Linked DNA regions of Sus scrofa: region 1 is linked to region 2. Evidence: chromatin contacts called from public Hi-C data. All regions are on one chromosome and are shown on one strand. Each heading gives the region's core, a stretch centred on a gene start, on an enhancer-like site or on the middle of the called end of the contact. The rest is flanking DNA. Distances are from core to core; before and after follow the strand shown.

Region 1 (5,586 bases), core at 1,397-3,896, 62 kb before region 2:
GATAAATGTAATCCAGGGTAGTCTTTCATGACTCCCAGGCTCTAATTTTTTACATAGCAACTCACAGACCACTTTTGATTAGGATCAGATAATCTAATCAGAAGCTTTAAAAAGTTTTCCTACTCTTCGTTATTAGTTATTACGCAACTTCTTGGACTCTGTCCTAAATAAATAGTTCAGATGAGAATAAAACCTTATGTCCAGAAGTTTTAATCTCAGCCCTATATATAAAAGCAAAACTTGAGGAAAACTCTCTAAGACCAACAATAGGACAACTGACTGAAAATAGTCAAGGAAACATGCAACTTTTAAAATTTTTATTCAGTTTGTAATAATGTATGAAGACACTTAAGCTACAATGTTAAGCCAAATAAAAATTGTTATGCATAATATAATTTCAATCACATTAAAATGTGTAACAGAAAAAAACTAGAAAAAAGAAAGCAAACTGTTAACAGTTTGCTGCTGGGTACATGACAGGTAACTTCTCTGTACCTTCCAATTTTTCTGAAGTAAACAACTATTATTTTTATAATCAGGTACAGGGATTAAAATACTTACTATCTATATAACAGCTGCGGTTCAGAGAAGTTAAGTGACTTGCTCTAAAACAGAAGGTATTAAGTGGCAGTAAAGACTAAAACCCTTATATCCTGAATCCAGGGTGTTCTATTTTGCCCCAAGAATTGCTTCCCTTTCTAAACCACAGCCGTCCCAATTAATTTCCCAAATAAATATTAAGTTCAAATTTATTATTCCTAAAATTAAAAGAATACCAATGTGGCTATCTCATTAAAAATTACCATAAAACTAATACCAATATGGCACATGCTTATAAAAGAAGGAAAACACTTAATGCTCAAATTGTAAACTAATTGTGTGAAGAGTTCAAGAAATTAGATGAGTCAAGAGATTACACCCTCCTAAGTCATGGCTAGGGCACTGTGCAACCCATTCTGAGTAGTCTGTAGTCTTTATGAGCTATAAAAACCAGGCCAGGTAAGAGAAAAAAGGCAAGGCAACCTGTTGAGTCTTATAAAATAAAATGACAAAGTGCACCTGACCAATACATCCCATAAAATTTCTGCTAAACATTTGAAACAAATGTAGCTTATAACTTTATACTACAGAAATCATGAAGCATTTGAACCATCTATTCTGGAAGTCAAGAAGTGGGTTTCTCTCTGTCAACATAGGCGGATAAGAGTACATTACCAGCAGTCAACTGGTCTGTGAAGATAACTTTCGCTGTGAAAAAAACAAATCAATTCCACAATCAGAACCCAACTTCAACTTGGCAATCAAAACTAGCACAATATCCATGGCAGACGTATCATACAGGAAAAGGGGGATCTAGTCCCTTCCTCCCCTTCTTTTCGAGTCCTATTAAACTGTCAAAGACTCGAGAAATATGTGCAACTGCAGTTCTAAGGGAACAACATTTCAGAAAATTTTCTTCATTCTAAGTGGTAGCCAAACAGCAACATCATCTTAAACCCCTACTGTGTAAGAGACAGGCCTAGCGATAAGTTTCTCAATGCAAGTTACAGGCCCCACCAACATAACATGTTTTTACTATAGCTGATTTCATTCTTCAGTACCGAAAACATTAAGTAATGGTTATGTTTTCCTAGATTATTTTAAACTACAGCAACCGCACTAGCATCATCCCCAAAGCACAAAACACAGGGCTTTTATTTTGATGAGTTGATTAGGGCCAAGTCTGCAACGAGGGCGCAGCAGTGGTGGAGCCTCAAAGGCGCCGTCCATCACTCGGCGTGCACAGCCCGAGTGACAGCGGCTACACTCACCGCCAAGACACGGCCACGGGAGGCTCTGGGACCCGTGACCGGCTTTGCCCTCTCCACACCGGCAAATCAAGAGTCTTTCAGCATCTCCCCAAGAAAAACTATCCATTTCCTCCCCTAGCTTGGTCAGAAACCATGAAGTCTACAGGGTCTTTTCTGCATTTTCTCCGAGGAGGTTTTCGGGGGAAAATACCAGTATTGAGATTTATCACCTCACAAGACGGCGACAAAAAAGCACCTTCTGTCAAATACAAGGGAGCCCCGAGGGCGTACGTGACCGCCGGGCCCACGAGCCAAGGCGACGGCGGCTCAGTCGCTGCCCGCGGACGTCCCAGACCCCGCGCGCGGCTCTCGGCTTAGGGGCGCAGGCCGAGACGGGCCTCGGGAGGACGGCTCTGGCTCGGCGGCTCCGGGCGCGGCCCGCGACCAGCGGGAACACTGGGGGACGGCGCCCACCTGGACCAGGGCGGGCACCTGCGGCCGCGTAGACGCCAGGCCTGGGGTCGGCCGGCCCCGCTCCTTCCCTCGCCGCCCGCCGCTGCCCGCGCCTTACCTGCGGGCTGTCCTCCAGCGTCTCTTCGATGGGCAGCTTGTCGATCCCCGGCATCGTGGCGGAGGGAGGGAGGGAGGGAGGGCGGCGGCAGGAGACGCGGCGACCGCCCACAGCTCCCTACGCCCGCCTGCCTTCAGCAGCTGACCCCGACCCGCCCTCTCTAGCTGGCTCTGCCGCCCTCGCCTGGCGCCCAGAGGCCTCGCGGCGGTGAGGGAAATCCCGCCCCCTTGGACTGCCTGCCCCACCTCCCCACTCGCTTATTGGTTCGCGGCGATGTCGGTCAGCGTGGGGGGTTGGAGGGAGGCTCCCCCGCGTTGAGCTCTGCGCAGATCACGGGCCTAGGAGACAGTGGAGTCGGTGGAGGCGGTAAAGGCGGCGCTGAGGGGTCGAAAGCGGAGCAGCTTGCACACCTCGAGCACCTACCCTGGCTGCTCGCGTAGGGGTGTGAAGTGTAGTAGACAGTCTTCCCCGTGCGTCCCTAGGAACCTAGAGTGAGGACCACAGTCGGGAACCTAGGGCAGTTTTACGTATCCCCCACCATTTTTCATCAGAGACCATGAAGGAGGCCTCACTGCCGGCGCCTTCTTTAGTTTCCTTAAATTATAATTTTACAAACCCTGCCCCAAGCTTCCAGTCTCCCTTCTCCAACAAAATGGTGCTGGCTAACTCAGATGTCTGGGAGATCTGAAGTTGTGTCAACCTGACTTCCCGGTAATTCTTGGACAGTAGAAAAGATTTTTTTTCTGGGCACTTGGGTATCAGTATTTTCAGTTAAGAGCACGCCTTTGTTGCTAGTTCATCGGTTCTTACCTGGCCTTGAGAGGCTGACACGCCGCAATTCAGACTTTATTTATTTACTTTTTTAATCACAAATGAAGGCATCTCTTGAAAATCAAGGTACACTGGTTTATTATGTTAATAACTGATTCGCATTTCTGTTAAAGTTTTGGAAGAATCTTTAGATCGCTTCTTCAGCCTCTAATTTTTTTAAAGGAGAGAAAAGTGAAGCTCCACTCTAGAACTTGATCTGTATTAGATCTGCCTCTTTATCATTTTTCCCAACCTCACACTGCCTTGTTTGTTCTTCTGTAGGGTTATAAGAAGCCATACAGATTCTTTTAGAAAAATCATTATACAGAGAGAATGGCAAAATCATTAGTGTCTTGTAAATATCTAGCCATTCATCCCACCAATCCATTCCATTTTCATTCAAGAAATATAAAAACTATTGAATAAAGATTAGTTACCTGGTTCCACAAATAAATTAGAACAAATCCAGATAAACGAACAAATCCAAACACAGTAACCAGATTGGAAGTTAAGCAGTTTTAAACTAAAATGTCCCACAATCTCATGATAGAAAAATAAAATCGGGTTTTAAATATTTACCAGGAAGTCTTGCAGTATGGTTTCACAGAGTTATCCTTAGTGTTACAAGCTTTCAATAAGGACTCTCCTTTTACATTTTTTTATCCACTAGTCACCCTCTAGAATAGATGATTAGTTTCTGAAAAGTGGTTTGCTGTCAGTTCTTACACGGTGTTATTGGTTCCCAGCTGCTTGGATATACCCAGCATCGTACCGATCTCAGCAACACAACTCTGCCCTTTGACATTTCTCCTCAGCACAGTGGCATGCATCCTGACTGTAAAGAAGGAAGACTTTGAAGGTAAGAAACATTCTTGGGTGAACTGTGATTAGATTATAAAAGAAGGAGAAGAAAGCTAGTTGCCGTTGATAAGAATCAGGAATAAGTGACAAGTGAAAACAAAGTGTAAGAAAGAAGAGTAGTTATATGGTATAACTGAAGGGGTTTGGCCAGTTAGCTTGGCCAAACCAAATAATTCCAATGAAAAAATTCTCTTAGGTATCTGAATTATCTGGGTGGGGTATTATCACAAAGTTAAATGGTTTCTTGCTTTGTATGTTCCATGCATCTAAGCTGTATCTTTGTAAAGGCTTCTCAGGAGGCCCTTAAATTATCTGGTGGCAAGGAATTCTTGCCAGGCTCAGCTGGTTAAAAAACACAACAAACAAAAACAAATTGACATACAGTTGGTTGGAGAGGCAGTTTAGTCAAATTATAAAGCTAGAAAGGATCTTAAAAGGCTTTCTGTTTGGATCCTCTAGCTTTATGCTACTGTTCACTCTGCTCATCCGGAAAGATGATTATATTTCCTGTTGTAAAACTTCCCTAAAGCTATGGAATTACAGTCTCCTTTGATAACCAATTTAATTTTAATCAGCCTAAGTTCTGTACAATTGACCAAACTCAGTTCCTTTTACACAGGAAATGAGGCTTGTTCAGAGAATGCCTCCAGGCTTACTGGAGACTCATGTGTGGGTAGCATAGTAAAAACTTTGGCCAGCTGGTTAATTTTATGGATGGCAAGGCAGGATTAAACAACATTCACCAAAGAATTCTTTGAGACATTTCACACATATAATTTACAACAAAAGGACATACAGTCTTGTAAATGGTTAATTATTAGTCTCATAAAATTATATTTGATCTTCTTATAGTTAGGTTTTTACATGATACTTCTTGAAATTCTGATCTGCGGTCTATAATAGAAAAGACTCCAACAACCTAAATGACAGTGGTGCTTTACTTTTCAAAATTATCCCCCTAGGTTAGTGGTTACCAGATTTATGTACACGTAAAAGTCATCTAGGGGAGGTTGTTAGAATACAGATTACTGAGCTTAACTGGAAGATTCTGATGCAGTAGGTCAGAGGTAGGGCTAGGAATCCCAAAGATGAGTCCATAGCAGGTCATCCTCAAACCACATGTTGACAGACACTCTCCAGAATGGAAAATAGCCATTTCCCATTCCCAAATAACCTTGCATTTTAGAAAATTTAAAGAGTCGAGTGAACATTTGGGAAGGAGTCTTTGGTTCCAACAGAGGAAGGTGAGAGGGGCGTCATTTCCAGAATCACCTAGAGAGCTTGGGAATCCTCCTACTTTTGAACTGAAAGACTCCAACAGTCCAAAATTCAGGGGGGAGGAAGATTCCTTTTATTTATTTATTCATTTTGCTGTTTAGGGTCACACCTGTGGCATGTGGAAGTTCCCAGGCTAGGGGTTAAATCAGAGTTGCAGCACCCAACCTATACCACAGCCACAGCAATGCGGGATCCTTAATTAACTCTCTGAGCAGGACCAGGGATTGAATCTGCATCTCTGCATCTTCATGAATACTAGTCAGGTTCTTTTTTTTT
Region 2 (4,945 bases), core at 1,672-4,171:
TCATGATAAGTTCCTCCGAGGGATTGTAAGCCCCGTGGACAGGCTGGACAGCCTGGGCACATTATCTTGCTCCCAGCCTGCCCCACAATACCATGCTTATTAGCACAGGAGCTTGTCCTAAGTATAAGCTCAGAGAGCATTTTTTTTCCAATACCTTCCAAGGGTTTGCCCTCCATGGACACTCCAGAATACACTAGTTCTCAGGTAATAAATGTCTGAAGCATGTGTCTGAATGTACTTGCTTCAGAACTCTTCCTGGCCCAGCCTCCAAACCCACCTGAAATGAATTTGTTGTAGGTATTTTATATTTAATTTACTAATAATTTACTAATAGTCACCACTAAAGAATTTTCTTTTCTTTCTTTTCTTTTTTTTTTTCCTGTCTTTTTAGGGCTGCATCCTCGGCATATGGAGGTTCCCAGGCCAGGGGTCAAATCAGAGCTATAGCCGCCGGCCTACACCACAGCCCCAGCAACACAGGATCAAAGCTGCGTCTGCAACCTACACCAGAGCTCATGGCAACACTGGATCCTTTACCCACTGAGTGAGGCCAGGGATCAAACCTGTGTCCTCATGGATACTAGTTAGAATCATTTCCGCTGAGCCACAACAGAAACTCCTTTCTTTTTTTGTCTTTTTTGCTATTTCTTGGGCCGCTCCCGCGGCATATGGAGGTTCCCAGGCTATGGGTCCAGTCGGAGCTGTAGCCACCGGCCTACGCCAGAGCCACAGCAACTCGGGATCCGAGCCGCGTCTGCAACCTACACCACAGCTCACGGCAACGCCGGATCGTTAACCCACTGAGCAAGGGCAGGGACCGAACCCGCAACCTCATGGTTCCTAGTCGGATTCGTTAACCACTGCGCCACGACGGGAACTCCCCTGTCAGAAGTTTTTTCTTGAAACCCCTGCCCCTTGAGTGTTCATCAAAAGCCAGTGCTTTAGAACAGGGTCTCTCAAACGTGAGCGTGCAGGAGAATCAAGTGAGTACATTTAAAATGCAGATTCGGAAAAAAAAATTGTATTGGGGGAATAACATAAATAAATAAATAAGTAAATAAAATGAAGATTCTGTGAGTTCCTGTCATGGCTCAGTTCTAAGGAACCTGACTAGTAACCATGAGGACATGGGTTCAATCCCTGGCCTCACCCAGTGAGTTATAAGGATCCAGCATTGTTGTAAGCTGTGGTGTGGGTAGCACACACGGCTTGGGTCCCGAGTGGCTATGGTGTAGGCCGGCAGCTGCAGCTCTGATTTGACCCCTAGCCTGGGAATCTCCATATGCCGTGGGTACGACCCCAGAAAGCAAAAATAAATAAATAAAATAAAACACAGATTCAGGAGTTCCCATTGTGACACAGCAGGTTAAGGATCCTGGTTGCTATAGCTGTGGAGTAGGTCACAGTTGTGGTTTCAATTCGATCCCTGGACCAAGAACTTCCGTATGCAACTGGTACAGTCAAAAAACGGGGATTTGAAATTTTTTTAAATAAAATGCAGCTTCCCGGCCCTCACTCCTGGGGACGCTGAGGAGTAGGAGTTGACCCTGTGAGGAACTTAGGGAACAGTTGTCTCAGCATAGGGACCAACAAGTGCAAAGGCCCTGAGGCAGGGAAAGAGTGCTCCAGGAGCTATCAACAAAGTGAGCAAAAGGAAAAGGGGCAAAGGCCAGAACAGGCAGAGCCCTGAGGTTGGCATGTGATTGGGTTTTTATCTAGAGGTTTTAACTAGAGGCCACTGAAGGTTTTAAGCTGGGGGGAACTACAGATCAGATTTTCACTTTAAGGAAATGACTCTGGCTGTTCTGTAGAGAACGGATTATTAAAAAGGCAAGGAGGTAGACAGGAGAACATGGCAGGAGGCGTCTTCAAAAGGGATGGTGGTCTGGCAGGAGATGGACATGAGACAGGACAGCCATTGAGGCAATGAGGATTCTGAGTGCTAACCTCAGATCTGTTGCATCCTATTGTTTCTGCTCCCATTTTCTGCTATTTCAGTTATTTTATCTCTTAACCCCCTTATTTGTTGCCTCAACATAAAAATGTTCTTTTTATTAGGAAAATAATACATTCTCGATATTTAAAATGGAAATGGTACAGAAAAGTAAAAGGAAGAGGAGTTCCCATCGTGGCTCAGTGGAGACGAATCTGACTAGCATCCATGAGGACACAGGTTTAATCCCTGGGCTCGATCAGTGGGTTAAGGATCCAGCGTGAGCTCAGGTATAGGTTGCAGGTGAGGTTCAGATCTGGCATTGCTGTGGCTGTGACATAGGCCAGCAACTGCAGCTCCAATTTAACTCCTAGCCTGGGAAACTCTATATGCCCCAGTGCAGCCCTAAACACACACACACACACACACACACACACACACACACACACAAAGGGAAAAAAAAGAAATTAATTGCCAGCAATCCTGCTGCCCTGAGATACTCCCATCCTTCCAGACATTCTCCACATGAATAACATGCACTTTGCACAAGCAGAACCACACCACACATGCTGCTCTATAGCCTGCTTTTCTCTCAGTATAAAAAAAATCATGATTCCAAGTGCATAGATGATGTGCCTTCAATGGGGTTAATTGAATCTCATTTGGTCAGATTCCTTTGCTATTTGTGCAAACTTCCTAAGTCAAAGAGAGACTTTCAAAAAGTATAGCTCTGTGTTCACAAAGTTAGAAAACACAACTAATTTTCCTAAAAGGCAGGGGAAGAGCTAGGGGATTTAAAAATTAAAATACCAGAAGATATACTCCAAAGCAAAGGAGTAAAACACCAGTGTAGTAATTTCCTCCCAGAAGGGAGTGTGACGCCTGGGCAAAATTCCATTGTTTATTTTGCATGGTCTTAACTCAAGCTACACAAAAAAACAGAGAGTGGTGGCAGGAAGTGCCTTTCTGTGTCCCGGCTGAGATGGGGCTCCCCATGCGAAGCCTCTGGAAGTCTCAGGATTAGCTAAGAATCCTCAGAGCAACTTGCCCAAAACACTAATTGTATTTGTGTCTCTGTCTTTGATTAGTGGCTTAGTCAGCTTTCTGGCTTATTATCATCTTAATCTTTTTTTCCTTTAATGTAATAAGACTAAGACTCTAGTTTTATTTTTTATTTTTCCCCAGAGGAAAATAACTAGAAACTTGAAGGTATTTTATATACTCTTTATCTCTGGATATATATTTAACAGTCTCGGTCTGGGAATGTTGTCTCCTTTCTCACCTCAGTCAGCAAATGGTTGAAATAGAAAGCAAAGGCCTTGGGATACCCGAACTCTGTCTAAAGACACTATTTGCCTTCCTTGGGTCAAATATCCATCCTACAGCTTAGCAAAGAAAAGAATCAAAGCAACAATGTATACTGGGGTTTTACATTTTAATGATCTAATGTGACAGAGCAGGACTAGTCACATGTTAACTGTAAAGTACAGGTGGTGTGTATATGATCTTCCTTGTGCATCTAGATCCTAAGTTACTGCATTATCTAGATTACTTGCTTTTATCAGCAAACAGCAAGCCTTAGTGGCAGGCAACTTTTAGAAAAAGATTTACATTTTCTGGAAGAGAGAAAAGTAGGGGCTCTTTGTCATTTTCCAGAATTTTCTATAGGAAGGGCAGATAATGAGTGTTTGTGTCACCTGTTTCCGCAATAGATTGTAGTCCCTTTTCAAAGGTTTTGAGATTTTGTTAATGTAGCCAATGTTTTATTTATTTTTAATTATATAAACACATATGAACACTTAATTGTGAAAAAGCTAACATAATACAGATAAAAATTTCTTTTGGGGAGTTCCCGTCGTGGCGCAGTGGTTAACGAATCTGACTAGGAACCATGAGGTTGCAGGTTCGCTCCCTGGCCTTGCTCAGTGGGTTAACGATCCAGCGTTACCATGAGCTGTGGTGTAGGTCGCAAACGCGGCTTGGATCCAGCGTTGCTGTGGCTCTGGTGTAGGCTGGTGGCTACAGCTCCAATTAGACCCCTAGCCTGGGAACCTCCATATGCCGTGAGAGCGGCCCAAGAAAATGGCAAAAAGACAAAAAAAAAAAAATTTCTTTTGAAATTCCCACCTCCCCCAAATCTCCAGTCTCCCCCGAGACAGCCCCTGCCAAATGAAATCATTTTTTTCAGTTTGATATAAATGCTCTCAAACTTTTTTCTTATGGATTTTTAAATATATATGTACCCACTTAAAGCATGTGATATTGTTTTATTTGTTTGTTCTCATAAATGGTATTCTACCATATTTATCGTTTTATAATTAATTAGCACCTCCCCTCACTCATCAATATGTCTTAGGGCTTTTTCTAAGTTCCTCAGAGCTCTTTTTTTTTTTTTTTTTTTTTTTTTTTTGTCTTTTGTCTTTTTGTTGTTGTTGTTGTTGCTATTTCTTGGGCCGCTCCCACGGCATTTGGAGGTTCCCAGGCTAGGGGTTGAATCGGAGCTGTAGCCACCGGCCTACACCAGAGCCACAGCAACGCGGGATCCGAGCCGAGTCTGCAACCTACACAACAGCTCACGGCAACGCTGGATCGTTAACCCACTGAGCGAGGGCAGGGACCGAACCCGCAACCTCATGGTTCCTAGTCGGATTCGTTAACCACTGCGCCACGACGGGAACTCCAAGAGCTCTTTTTTTAAATTTTTTTAAATTTAAGTATAGTTGATTTACAGTGTTGTGTCATTTTCTGTTGTGCAGCTAAGTGACCCACTCATAAATATATGTACATTCTTTTTCTCCTGTTATCTTCCATCATGTTCTATCACAATAGTTTGGATATAGTTCCCTGTGCTATACATCGGACCTCATGGCTTATCCATTCTAAATGTATAGTTTGCATCTACTAACTGCAAACTCCCAGTCCATCCCACTCCTTCCCCCTCCCCCTTGGCAACCACAAGTCTGTTCTCCATGTCTATGAGTCTGTTTCTTTTCTGCAGATAGGTTCATTTGT

Evidence for each region. A called contact is a pair of places that touch in the nucleus more often than the background predicts.
Region 1: a Hi-C map of epiblast stem cells shows a contact between it and region 2, with 2.9 times the contacts expected there. The contact joins the promoter of HESX1 here to the enhancer-like site in region 2. A contact is called at or near these places in 2 of 5 promoter capture datasets (fetal skeletal muscle and liver), 18 of 47 Hi-C or Micro-C datasets (adipocytes, alveolar macrophages, embryonic fibroblasts and 11 more) and 1 of 2 datasets of contacts at active chromatin or transcription factors (skeletal muscle).

What each region holds. Positions count from the first base shown.
Region 1 is chr13:39,085,986-39,091,571 of Sscrofa11.1, reverse strand. HESX1 (homeobox expressed in ES cells 1) reads left to right here and starts at 2,646. Exons shown (of 6, transcript XM_021069007.1): 1 at 2,646-2,727; 2 at 3,918-4,030. APPL1 (adaptor protein, phosphotyrosine interaction, PH domain and leucine zipper containing 1) reads right to left here and starts at 2,415. Exons shown (of 22, transcript NM_001134966.1): 1 at 2,362-2,415. The coding sequence starts at 2,415.
Region 2 is chr13:39,024,472-39,029,416 of Sscrofa11.1, reverse strand. No RefSeq gene overlaps it. Among named protein-coding and RNA genes, the nearest start is that of IL17RD, 20 kb to the right of the region's middle. Within about 2 kb of position 2,921, at least 1 of the 83 cell types and tissues checked has an H3K27ac peak or open chromatin away from gene starts, as enhancers often do. A contact at or near this core is called in epiblast stem cells, where this site is marked.